2 separate regions of the Sus scrofa genome follow, and region 2 is linked to region 1. A link is a contact called in public HiChIP or PLAC-seq data. All regions are on one chromosome and are shown on one strand. The core of a region is the stretch at or near the end of the contact, and the rest is flanking DNA. Distances in the headings are between cores, read along the strand shown.

Region 1 (6,984 bases), core at 2,357-4,856:
ACGCCAGATCCAAGCCACAGCTGTGACCTACACCACAGCTCATGGCAATGCCAGATCCTTAACCCAGTGAGTGAGGCCAGGGATAAAACCCGAAATCTCATGGTTCCTAGTTGGATTCGTTTCCACTGCACCACAATAGGAACTCCAGAAAATGATTTTTAAGGAGTTCCCTTGTGGTGTAATGGGTTTAAGAATCCAGCTTTGTCAATGCAGCAGCTCAGGTTACTGCTGCGGCAAGGGTCGGATCCCTGGTCCAAAAAGGCTGCATGCTGTGGGCATGGCCAGAGAAAAAAAGTACAACTCAGACAATTGCTACAGATTCTACACTGGAAATCTATACTACAGCGCTTATGAAAAAATATGATTGCAGTGCACCTCTTAAATCCAAGAAAAAAATAAAGCATACTTGAACTCTTTATTAAGGCAGGGATATGCCAAAAAAATTTTAAACGGGACATAATGGGAAAAATGGGCACATTTGTGATTAACTAAAACACTCATTCTACTAAACTTATCAAAATGAAATCTTATTATAGAAAATGCCAATATTTACCTGTATACATTTTTCTTGTCTCAAACCTATTTAAAAATATTTTTTTATTGTAGTAAAATACAAATAACATTGACCATTCTGAACCTTTTTTTTTTTTTTTTTTCCTGGCCACACCTGTGGCACAGTAAAGTTCCTGGCACAGGGATCTGGATCCTTAACCTGCTATGGCACACTGGGACTTCCTTTAAAGCATTCTTAGTGTACAATCCAGTACATCTGCAATGTTGTGCAACCACAAATTTTCATCTCCAGAACCTTTTCAATGTCCCAAACTCTGTACCCATTAAATAACAGCTCCCTATTTCCACCTGCCCCACTAGCCCCTGCTTGAGAACCTCTATTTTGTCTTCATGAACTTGCCCACACTAAGTAACTTTAAAAGGAGACTCATACAGTATTTGTCTTTTTGTGGTTGTGTCACTTAGCATAATGCTTTTAAGGTCCACCCTCACAGACTGGTTGCCAGCTTTATTTTTGTTTTTTTGGTCTTTTGTCTATTTAAGGCCGCACCCATGACATATGGAGATTCCCATGACATGGAGATTCAAATTGGAGCCACAGCCACACCAGATCTGAGCCAAGTCTGCGACCTACACCACAGCTCACAGCAACTCGGGATCCTTAACCCACTGAATGAGACCAGGGATCGAACCTGTGTCCACATGGATACCTGCTGGGTTTGTTAACCACTGAGCCACGATAGGAACTCCAGCTTTTTTTATTTTTAGCCGCACCCACAGCATGTAGAAGTTCCCAGGACTAGGACCTAAGCTGAGCCACAGCAGTGACAATGCTGGATCCTTAAGCCACTGAGCCACCAGGAAAATCCTGATTGTCAGCTTTTAAAGGTTGAATTAATATCCCATTGTGTGTATGTAACACATTTTGTTACCCATTCATCCACTGATGGGACATTCTGCTATTTCCACCTTTTGGCTATTGGGAATCAAGTGCTGTGAACACCAGTGTACAAGCTTCTGTTCCATCCCAGCTTCCTCAGATATATTCTCTTGAGTATATATAGACTTATAAGTGGAATTGGGGAGTTCCCATTGTGGCACAGAGAAAACAAATACCACTGGTATCCATGAGGATGCGGGTTCAATCCCTGGCCTTGCTCAGTGGGTCGGGGATTTGGCGTTGCTGTGAGCTCTGGTGTAGGTAACAGACATGGCTCATATCTGGTATTGTTGTGGCTGTGGTATAGGACAGCAGCTGTAGCTCTGATTCAACCCCTAGCCTGGGAACTTCCATATGCCACAACTTCGACCCTAAAAAGTAAAAAAAAAAGAAGTGGAATTGCTGATAAAGTGAATCATGAGATGAAAATTCTATTTAACTTTTTGAGAAACTGCCAAACCACTTTCCACATGCAGCAATGCATAAGGGTACTAATTTCTCCACGGCCCCACCAACATTGCTAATTTCTTCCACCCACCCATCCCTCCTTTCTTGTTAATCACCATTCTACTAGATATGTCATATCCACTTTTAATTTAGAATTCTTCCTTCCTCCAAATTCCTATAAACCTAGCCACTCTTTCACGAGGAGGTGCTCACCAAATATTTACAAGCCTGCTGAAAACTAATTCTTTTGCCATGGCACTCAAACTTTTTCTTAAAAAATCCCCTTCATCAAGATAAAAAACTGCTTCAAAAAAACACATCCAGTCCTAAGAATAAGCTAATGTTCTAGAAGACCCACCAATGTATCATCTACACTAATTCTATAAGCATTATAACCAAAATCAAGTCTCCATAACTGTTTCAACACCTTAAACACTTCCACAGTGCCCTGTAAGCTTAATGTAATTTATCTCTGGAAAGGGGATGCTTTCAAAGTTCCACTCGATATTTTTGCTGTTAGCCTCAAATATATAACAGGGGAAATGTTTTTATCAATCATCAATCACATCAAGAGAATATAATCTGAGGAAGCCAGAAATGAACAGATAACTTGTACACTATTATTCACAATAACCAAGAACTGGAAATAGCCCAATGTCCCTTCAGTGATAGTTTACAGTTCAAGAGCACTTTCACACAGTGTCTGATTTGATCACAAGGTTTCAGAGCAGCAACTGAGGCTCAAAGTTTCAAATTCAAACCAACAACATCAAGGTGCATTTCACTTACCGACTGTCCCTTTTTGTGCTTCCTTCTGTAGAGAACAGTCCAGTTGATCTGCCGAGGATTCCTCTTGGAAAGGAACGCGGACTCACATTTTGCATTAAGAAATTGGAAAACCTGTCATGACAAGTTCAAAGTAAAAGTCTGCAGCCGAAATTCTTAGTAAACTATACTCTAGTTCTATCCTTTCATTTTACCAAATTGAGGCCCATAGAGAACAAAAGGCTTGTGTCACAGTACTGAGAGCAGACAAACCTAAGTTCATATCGCAGGGGAGGGTGGGGGTGTCATTCTGGGAGGTATCTAGCTCCTGTCCCTCCTGAGATTCCAAGATGACCTGGTGCCCGTGAAAGAACCAGATACCCCGGTGGCCCATTTCCCTTACGCTGGAGCATTTCAGTTATACAAGCTCCTAGCTTCCGACTCGATCAAAGCTCAAGAATGATTCACTCAGAGACTTCTGATCCTAAAAACCGTCGCACGCAGGATCCCCGAAGCAAGCCTTTCAGGGACCAACAGTGATGTGGTAAAGGATCCCGCCTAGACCGATTGAGACTCGTCTTTTCTTAGAAAGAGAACGTGCGTTTTGCCCATGCGGCCTTTCACCTTCCCGTCGGTCCTGGCGTAGCGCCTCCCGTGTCCTGGGTAGATCTTGTACCCGCTGAAACTGCACAGCTCGACCCTGTAAAGAAAAGCAAAAACGCATGGGGTGGAAAGTGACTTTGGCAAGGAGAAGCCATGCCTTGAATGCCAGACATGCCGCTCTACCCGACGATGGGAACGGATTGGGAACCCAGGGTTTCTACTTACTTCATGGCTGGTAGCGCGGGGAAGAAGGAAAGATGGCGAAGAGAAAGAAGGAATCATGGGAAGAGGCCTTATAAGGTCATGGGAGGCAACCTTCTCCCACAATTCCTTTCCCTAACTCCGGCACTCGGTGATGATGTCACCCGACCTGGGCGGCGGAGTTAGAGTTCCTCAGCGGCCACCTCCCCCCGGAATAATTACGCTAGAGGCAGTCCAGGCTCTGCGGGTAGGAGCGGGTGACAGTCTTGCAGGGCGGGAAGGCAGTCGGTTTCTGAGTCATTCTGTCACTTGAGTTCAGGTATCCTCCAGCCTCCGTCCTGCAGCCGGGAATGTGAACTGAAAGGGTTACTGTGTCCTCTCTTAAAGTTTAGTTGGTGCACAGGTGAATACCACGCAGGTAAAACCCGAAATCATATTTGCCTTCGGTTTGGGCCCATTTTTTAAACTAACAAAATTAAATTGTAATAGTTCCCCCATTTGCAAAAAAAGCAATGGTATCAACTGTTTCCCTAGCCGTGCAAGTGGAATTGTGAGTGATGGCGTTTTTGCATTAATTATAATTAACATTAGTGGAGTGCTCTCTGTGCCCGGGCTCGTGCTAAAGTGTTTACATATATTTATTCATTCAGTTTACAAAATCTCTATTAAGTAAGCGTGGAGGCATTGTAAAGCGACGACTGCCGGTGGGGGCTCGTTTGCCTGGCTGCTGCCTAGTGGAGCTTGAGGGCGGCAGGTTTCTCAGAGAACCAGCCCTTGCTTGGAGGAGGCAGCTCTGCCTCAGGCTCACCAGGGGACTAATGCCTGGATCGCTTAGGACCCTTCTGTGATGCTATTTTTCAGCGTATGATAGAGTGTCAAAACTCAATTGTGTAGGAGGCTGGAGTACTGACTAGGAAATAAAGGTAATGATTTAAGCTGCTGTTGCCCCTTTCCTCCCCCCACCTCCACACAGTGTGTCAAAGGCATATTGGTTATTTTGAATTCAGGTCACTTAGGAAATAGAAGGTGCGAGAGGAATATTTTGACCCCCTTCTCTGTCCCCCTGAAAGCAGGAAATAAATATTCCATACTCCCTTACTGTTACTGTACCAGAAGATAGTAAGATAGCATAACAGAGATAGGGAATTCAGGGCCAAGAAGCTTATATAAACAAACGTTGATACTTCTTTACAAATTTACCACCCAAAGCCCAAAACTTTGTTTAAATTACTTGCTAATTATTGTTTCTCTCTGAAGAATATAAAAGCTGCCCACTTTGATCACTTCCTAGGATTTATTTCTATGAGACCTCTGTGCACACGAATTAAATTTGTTTCTTTTTCTCCTGTTAACCTGTTTTGGCCAGCCACAAAAACTGAAGATGGGTAGAGTAGGAAAATTTCCCTCTCCTAGACACTATGTAAACAACTCACCTTCAAAAGTTCCTGCAAGTGGGTGATTGAAGAGATTGGGAGAGTCCGCCAATGTGGCTGACTGAAGAAAGCTGCATACTTATGTTGGAAACAGTCTCAAGAGAGACTGAATGGAATTGAAAAATCAAAGCAAAAGAAAGGAATTTGATAGCATGACTAATTCCGATCAGCTGTTGAGAATACCTGCTATATTTAGGAAACTGTCTAAATAGACTATAGGCAGATGGATACCTCAGGCTTCCATGGCTTTTGAACTTAACCAGCCAACTCTCTTTGTTTTAAATTACTGCTAATTAAACAAATGTTTGATCACTTTAAAAAATCTTTCCGGGAGTTCCCTTTGGTGGCTCAGTGATTAACGAATCTGGCTTTGCTCAGTGGGTTAAGGATCCGTCATTGCTATGAGCTGTGGTGTAGGTCGCAGACGTGGCTCAGATCCCAGGTGGCTATGGCTGCAGTGTAGGCCTTAGTTTTGGACCCCTAGCTTGGGAACCTCCGTATGCTTCAGGTTCGGCCCTAAAAAGACAAGAAAAAAAAAAATCTTTCTGGAATAATCTGGCTTCTACAAGGTCCAGAGCACAGCTGGATGTGAGCAGAAGGTGGAGTTGATATCTACCTCCAGGAACTCTGACCTATTCCTTCCCAAACCTTTGTTGTTAGAAGATTTTGTTCTATTGCTCTTTGAAATTATGTTTGATCTGACTAGCTCTGTGGAAGAAAAGCAAGAAACTGGGTTTTAGGAATTTTAGCTGTTTTACTCTTTTCTGGAGGGCAATCTTGAGCTGGCATTTCAGGGTAACACACTGCATGTATCATATGTATCATACCTTAAACTGTGTTCAAGCACTCTTTTTTTTTTTTTTTTTTTTTTTTTTTTTTTTTGTCTTTTCTAGGGCCGAACCCTCAGCATATGGAGGTTCCCAGGTTAGGGGTCTAATTGGAGCTGTAGCTGCCGGCCTACAACAGGGCCACAGCAACGTGGGATCCGAGCCATATCTTCGACCTACACCACAACTCACGGCAACGCCGGATCCTAAACCCACTGATCGAGGCCAGGGATCAAACCCACAACTTCAAGGTTCCTAGTCAGATTCGTTAACCACTGTACCATGAGGGGAACTCCCTCAAACACTCTTAAAATGAGAAGAAACTATATAGAAACCCCCCCAAAGCATATTATAAAGTGTCATAAATCAGTTTCTAATACCACCCACAACTTTTCGTGGACTTTATTCTCTCTCTTTATAGGCAAAAGGCTCAGCTTCACTCCATTTTCTTGTATGTATTTATGGACCAGTACTGAACCAAAGTTGGTGCTCTCCTGGGCCTTTGTATACATCATGAAAACAGAGCATTCTTTTCCTCATCTTTTATACCTACTTATCTGCTGTATTAGTTTCCTGTGGTTGCTGTAACGATTGACCACAAACTGGGTGGCTTAAAACATCGGAAGTGTATTCTTTTATAGTTGCAGAAGCTTAAAGTCTGAAATCAGTATCATTGAGCTGGAATCTGTACTCTTGTGAGGCTCTGGGGCAGTTTCCACTCAGATGAACCCTCTTGTATGCCTAACCTATAAACATGGTGAGATCAGAAATGTCTGTGGTTGGAAGTTCCCTTCGTGGCCCAGCAATTAATGATCCTCACTAGGATCCATGAAGATGTGGGTTCCATCCCTGGCCTTGCTCAGTGGGTTAAGGATCTGGCATTGTTGTGACTGTGGCGTAGGCTGACAGCTGCAGCTCCAATTCAACCCCTAGCTTGGGAACCTCCTATGCAGCCCTAAAAAGCAAAACAAAAAAACAGAAACAAAAACAAACAAAAAAAAGTTTGTTGTTTTAAACTATGGGGAATAATTTGTTAACATAACAATAGATAATTAATGCAGGAGGTAAGGAAATTGTAAAGAAGGAGACTTAGTGGTATCATTTGTCAAAAGAGGACAGATAAGGAGTATATGAGGAACACGTCAGTTTGGGAAAGACCAAGTTCAAGATGCCCCTAGGATATTAAGGTGGAGCTGTGTAAACAAATTTAGAGGAGTGTTTGGAATAGGATATATTTTAGGAGTAATGGACCTAT
Region 2 (6,984 bases), core at 2,745-5,244, 1.2 Mb before region 1:
TGAAAAATTATAGCTATTGCTCAGGTGTAGAAAGAAAAGGTAGAGCATCAGGACTCTGTTTTCCTTTTTAGGGCTGCACCTGCAGCACATGGAAATTCTCAGGCTAGGGGGTGAATTGGAGCTGCAGCTGCTGGCCTAGCTACAGCCCCAGCAACACCAGATCCGAGCCTCAAGCCTTGTCTGGTACTTACACCACATCTCACAACCACATCTCACAACAAGGCCCAATCCATAACCCATTGATCAAGGCCAGGGATCAAACCCACATCCTCATGGATACTAGTTGGGTGTGTTAACACTGAGCCACAAGAGGAACTCCAACATTCTACCAGTTTTTCTATCATTTCAAAGAAATGTTTCCTTATTTACAAAACCCACTGAGGCTGACAATTTAAAGGTGCTATTCAAATATAAAACAATTTATCCAACCACAGATAATAAAAATTATAATTTGTGGTTAGTTGTATTTAGATAGTCTAATAATAACTCTAAGGACTAGACTATAAAAAAGATTCTGGAGTTCCCGTCGTGGCGCAGTGGTTAACGAACCCGACTAGGAACCATGAGGTTGCGGGTTCGATCCTTGCCCTTGCTCAGTGGGTTAACGATCCGGCGTTGCTGTGAGCTGTGGTGTAGGTTGCAGACGCGGCTCGGATCCAGCGTTGCTGTGGCTCTGGCGTAGGCCAGTGGCTACAGCTCCGATTAGACCCCTAGCCTGGGAACCTCCATATGCCGCGGGAGCGGCCCAAAGAAATAGCAAAAAGACAAAAAATAAATAAATAAATAAAATAAAATTAAAAAAAAAAAAAAAGATTCTGTTGCTTCAGTAAAGGATTATCTAATAATTCAAAACAAAATACCGGTACAACCCCACAAATTCCACAAGAACAACAACAGAATGTGCAAGTGTTTTGGTCAGTTTTATTTTGGGTCAAAAGTGATCATTTTAAAACAGTTTAAGTTATACAAAAAAGTCAATCTTACAGTCTATTTTTTTTTCTTTTTATGGCCACATCTGTGGTATATGGAAGTTCCTGGGCAAGGGGTCAAATCAGAGCTGCAGCTAGGCCTATGGCACAGCCACCACAACACAGGATCAACACTGTGACCTACGCCACAGCTTGCAGCAAGGCCGGTTCCTTAACCCACTGAATGAGGCCAGTGATTGACCTGCATCATCACAGAGACATCAGGTTCTTAACCCACTGAACCACAATGGGAAAACCCTTAAAGTCTAATTTCTTAACTGAAGTCAGGTGAATAAGAAAAGTGTTCTGATAAAACTACAAAATATTATGAAATTTAAACATCATCACAGTGTTGATTTAGACAACACTGAAAAACTAAAAACGGGATTTAAGGAAATCTACAATCTGAAAGACAGTTTGCTAAATTCTATCAAATGCCAAACAGGTGAGATGAGGTAGTATTTGAAACTGCAACAAAATATCAAAACCCAGTTTCTTTCATAAAAGTTATCTTTACGTTTGGTCATTATTATAAAACAGAGAACTTTTATGTATTTTTCATTCATCCACTACTGTTCTGTGCTTAAAATTAATAAGCAAAAGAAAAAATGATCAGAGAATTCCAGAAATATGAAAATAAAAAGACAAATGATGACTAATTCAAAAAATTGCCTTGACTACCACTCTCATTAACAGCATTCATAATCAACAATTTTCAGGGCTGGAAGAAATGTAAGAGAGCCAATATTTTAATTCTCTTATTCTACAGGGATGGCACTAACGTCTAAGACAAAATGACTTTCCTGAGATAACTATGCTGGAGAGCCCAACATAAAGCACATTATCTCCTAGTTTTCACAGTCCATGAAATCTTCCAGCATATTTGTACTGGATCATTTCTCTCTATATATCTTTTTTTTTTTTTTTGTCTTTTCTAGGACCTCACCCGAGGCATATGGAGGTTCCCAGGCTAGGGGTCTAATCGGAGCTACAGCTGCAGCCTATGCCACAACCACAGCAACGAGGGATCCAAGCCATGTCTGCGACCTATACCACAGCTCACAGCAACACAGGATCCTTAACCCACTGAGCGAGGCCAGGGATCGAACCCACAACCTCATGGTTCCTAGTTGGATTTGTTAAACACCGAGCCACGATGGGAACTCCCTCTTTTTGTATGTTAACGCTGTATCTTACTCTCCCATTAGAAGATTATATGGTGCTCTCAAGGTCTAGCACAATGCCTGATATATAGTATACACTAAACTAAGGTAGTTTGCTCCAACATCAAAACTTTCTTTAATCTGACTACTTAGTAGAAATATGTCTTCAATCTTAATAACGTGGCAATAACTTGCAAATATATACAACTGGGAGTTACTTGACCAAAGGTTTCTCTGAACTCTGATTTACTCTGTAACTGCATTGTACAATCCCAGACTCAGGTAAAATGCTCCACACCACCTCATCTCATTTAGTATTGTAAAATGCAGCTAGGCCAATTCCCCCACAGCTGTCAGATACCAAAAGGATTTAACAGTCAGTTCAACAAAACCATACAAAGCAGTTCATCAGACATCCCGATGCATGGTTTAACATCACAGAATCTTTTTCAGGCATGTAAATTTCCAGGTTAAAATTTTGAAATGAATTTAAGATGCTTCTACCCCAAAGATTTAAAAACTCATTCCCACAGATGAAATAAATGCTCCTGAACACCACTGTACTCTCATTACCCAACAGTCACTGTATTTACCCATCTTCCACCCTTCAAAAAAAGGGGAGTGGCTCTTTATTAAAAGGTTATTACTAAGTTCCAGGCCTTGGAAATCACCAAAACAGTTCATACCGTACTGTAGCAATAGTTAAGGGCATTTGACTTCCTCTACTAGTTAATTAAATACAATCATCACGTTTACAAACGTCTCCATACCCACAACGCTAGGGATAAATGCTGTGTCACTGAGAAGAAAAACAGGTATTTTTCCAAAACCAAAAGGAAACTGTCAACGAAGGACGCTAACCTGTGCCCTCGGGCTACTTCAATCTCAATAAAGGCAGCCAAATTGAGTTTCCCTAAACCCAAGTGCTGCCACTTGGCTGCCCCGGTCTGATGGGAAGCCCCCTGACCGGCACAACCCGCCAAGGAAAGGCTGCACCCGCCGGGCTCCACCTCCACAGCCCGGGGATGCTTCTCACCATTTCCAGGTGAGCACCGGGGCCTTCGGGGTGTCCGCTGCCCGGAGCCGGACTTGCCCTGCCCTCCGGGGTCTTCCGTTCACTGTTGCGCTTCAGGCCGCCGGCGTCGCCTCGGCCCCCGGTCTCCCGGCGCCGCCGCTGCCGGCTCCACAGGTACATGGCACCCGCGCCCAGCAGCAGGGGCGCTCCGACTGCCAGGGCGAGCTGCCATCGCGGCAGGCCCCCGGTGCCCGGGCCTGTAGTCGCACTGCCACCGCCCACTCCACTCCCGGAGCTGGGCACAGCCGCTGCGACCACCGCCGCCTCCACAGGTTTAGAGGCGGCCATGACGGGTGTCCTCCGCCACCGCCTCCCTGCTTGTCGCTGGCGCCACAGTCACCAGGCAGCGTGCGAACGTAAACCGGAGCGAGTCACGGAAGGAAAGCAGTGAGCGAGCGAGCACGCTAGGCAGCAAGAGCGGACGACAGAAAAGGGCCAGAGGTCACCGGAAGCCCAAGGCATGCCGGGCCAGAACTGGCGGTTCTTCTCTTCCCTTCTCAACCGAGAATGGGGGAGGAGAAGTGTAGAATAGTTCCGGGTCAAGGTGCTGGGCGTGAAGTGAACAACCCAGGCAGTTCTTTCTCTTTTCTTTCCTCTCGCTGCTGTTTGTGAGACTAACTTCTGCGGCCTTGTGACTTCGGTGGTATCCGACGCCGTCCCCTACGCCTTCAGTAACGAAGGGCAGAGGGCCCTATGCTCTAGGGAGGCTGGGGCGAGCCGCATATCTAGCGGTTTTACAGCGCTCACGCGAGTATAGGAAAAAGCTCGAAGCCGCTCTAAGAATGGGCGGGAGTGGCGAAGAGTTATGAAGGTTATTGGCTGTAAGGAATGGTGGGCGGGGCATAGGCCGAGCCACTCAGTTCATTGGTAGAATTTGGACCACACATTTTTCTTGTTACTGCCACGTTGGCGCTTCTCAGAGCCGGGAGGCCGTTGGCTCGGTTGTTCACGTGTCAGAGGAAACCAACGGATTGGAAGGACTTTTAAAGATGTATGAGGAAAGAGCCCAAAGCTGACGTTAGCCTGCTGTATCACTGATCTTAGCTCTACCATGGCCAGGTTTTAGTTTGGACTAATTTGAGGTCATTGGGGGCAACAACAGGTAGCAGAACTCAGACGGTAGAAACGGGCAAATCTAGTTGGCCCCAGTCAAAATGGCTTGAACGGGGTCCCTGCGACTTACATTCCACACCAATTGCGAAAGCCATGCCGTCTCTGCGTTGTTATGAGGTTCCCGAACTGAGTAGGTAGAAATGCGGAAAACCCAGAGTTCCCACCTTTCCTATATGTATTTGTGTCGTACCGGATTCCGCCTAACACCCCAGCCCACACCTCGCTCCCTGGAGCATACAGGCTCTCCCCAGCGCTGTGAAACGCCCGTTGTCATTCCTGTTTTGCACTAGATGTTTCAGTCCTCTTGCCACATTCCCAAGTTGAAATTTCAACTCAAGGCTTTCATGTATCTAAGAACTGTCAAATCGTTTCCACATGATCTGCACTAGACCTCTTAAAATACAGAAATTTCCCCTGCAAGGAATTGTTTAGAATTCACAGTATTTTCAAAAAGAAAAGAATTAATAGAAAATCAGAATTCCCAACTACGGCTTCTCATTTCACATATACTGTGCACACCTTACATTAAAAATTTACAAATGGGATTTCCTGTTGTAGCTCAGCAGGTTAAGAACCCGGACAAATATCCATAAGGATGCACGTTCTATCCCTGGCCTGGCTCAGTGGGTTAAGAATCCAGCATTGTGGAAAGTTACAGTGCAGGTCACAGATGTGCTCAGATCCAGAGTTGCTCGCTGTGCCTGTGGCATAGGTGGGCAGCTGCAGCTCCAATTAGACCCCTAGCCTGGGAACTTCCACATGCTCCGGTGCAGCCCCAAAAAGACAAAAAAAAAAAAAAAAAAAAAAAAAAAAAATTTACAAATGATCATTTTGTTTTGGGATACAACTGAGGATTTTCAACACCACAACAGCACTGCATAAAGATTGAAAGGAGATAATTTATTAAGTGGTACCAAAATAGACTGACTAAATTAGAATGGCCTAATTGGAAAGTTTCAGGATTATTGCTTTGCTCTTTTGCTTCCCCTGAGTTCCTATTAGTAAATTGCTTTCAGGCAATCGGGTTCCTTAGCAACAGGCGTTTTTAGAGGAGCTAAAAATAATAGCAATAGAATTATTTGATCAAATAGTGATTGTTCCAGGCAACAACTTCTCTTCCTTCCTGATTCCCATCCCCCAAAGGCAAGTCTCCTATCTCCTTAAAGAAATTTTTCCTTTGCTTTTTCAGAACAGTAGGATTTTTCTTTCCTGAAATTTAAGTTTTTCTACAGCCTCATAAGATTCAGAATGCTAGTAATTACAAACTATTGGTAGGAATTAAAACATTTAAAGTTTTTAAAGCAGGAGTTCCTGTCATGGCTCAGTGGTTAACGAATCCAATTAGGAACCATGAGGTTGCGGGTTTGATCCCTGGCCTTGCTCAGTGGGTTAAGGATCTGGCATTGCCATGAGCTGTGGTGTGGGTTGCAGGCTGGGATACCGTATTGCTCTGGTTCTGGCGTAGGCCGGCGGCTACAGCTCCGAATAGACCCCTAGCCTGGGAACCTCCATATGCCTTGGGTGCAGCCCTAGAAAAGAAAAAAAAAAAAAAAAAGTTTTTAAAGCAAATATTTATTTATTGGAATAGGTAATAGATTGTTATAGCTACAAGCCAAAAGTTACTTTGAAAAGTCTTCCAACCCCAGTTTCCAGCCACCCAATTCCCTAAAGACAAGTTAGAGCTACTTGAAACATTTTGTTTAATTAGCTGATATTTATGTAAAGGTTTGGTTTTCTTTGGTTTTATTTTTAAAATCCGCATCAGTACTTGAATTTGCCATTGTTACTTTAATACTTTGTTAAACATCTAATTTCCATTCCCTAGCCTATTCATCTCTTTCTCCCATTTTCTCTACCATTTCTTAAGTGATTCTAACATAGAACTGAGTAAAAGTGTCACTACTTCTGTAACCTTACAGACCTGATGCCTAAATTTCTAAGCTGTGAAGTACTGAAATCACACACCTTTCAAGTTATATTAAAGATTTAATTAGATAATTCTTAAGGTCTTTTTAGTGTAATGTATGTTACAAATTATTAGACACTCAAATGCCTAATTTTCTGTTTTTCTAAATGTTAAAGGCGATGTCTCATTTTTTTAAAAATTGAAATTTTGAGCCAGGAAGGGTGATGTAGCTGGGGCTTTGCCGGCCTCACTATGTCTGCCATTTTCAACTTTCAGAGTCTGTTGACTGTAATCTTGCTGCTTATATGTACCTGTACTTAAATCTGATCCTTGGCACCCAGCCTACTGGACAGAAATAAAACTGGATTGTTGGGTATACTTTGGAAGTGTGCTAGAATTGATGAACAGAAGAGTCCTTATGTTGCAGTATGCTGTGTTGTGATGGCCTTCAGCATCCTCTTCATACAGTAGTTTGGAAAAAAGTCAGAATTCAGTTGCCAGCAGATTTAAATATGAAAGAAAGGACTTATCTGCGGAAAATAATGGAAAGAATGGTTAACCCTTTTATCTTGAACATGAATGAGATAAATTTCCAGCTACTGTTCTCTATTTTTGTTATTGGGCCAATGCTCTATATCAATTAGGGTGTAAGCATTTAATATGCAGTGTTTGAACATGTCTGTAACAATCAATCTCAGTACTGTCACTACTATTACATTCTGCATATGTCATTCTCTTGTGTTAGATACCAGTTTTTAG

What was found. HiChIP or PLAC-seq counts read pairs in DNA pulled down with a chosen protein or histone mark.
Region 2: an H3K27ac HiChIP or PLAC-seq map of alveolar macrophages shows a contact between it and region 1. The contact joins the promoter of TOMM70 here to the promoter of RPL24 in region 1. A contact is called at or near these places in 1 of 5 promoter capture datasets (liver) and 1 of 2 datasets of contacts at active chromatin or transcription factors (alveolar macrophages).

The regions. Positions count from the first base shown.
Region 1 is chr13:157,408,555-157,415,538 of Sscrofa11.1, reverse strand. RPL24 (60S ribosomal protein L24) reads right to left here and starts at 3,606. Exons shown (of 6, transcript XM_003132697.3): 1 at 3,494-3,606; 2 at 3,290-3,365; 3 at 2,690-2,800. The coding sequence starts at 3,498.
Region 2 is chr13:158,574,036-158,581,019 of Sscrofa11.1, reverse strand. It overlaps TOMM70 (mitochondrial import receptor subunit TOM70), which reads right to left and starts at 3,994. Exons shown (of 12, transcript XM_021071309.1): 1 at 3,168-3,994. The coding sequence starts at 3,494. It also overlaps the pseudogene LOC100522520.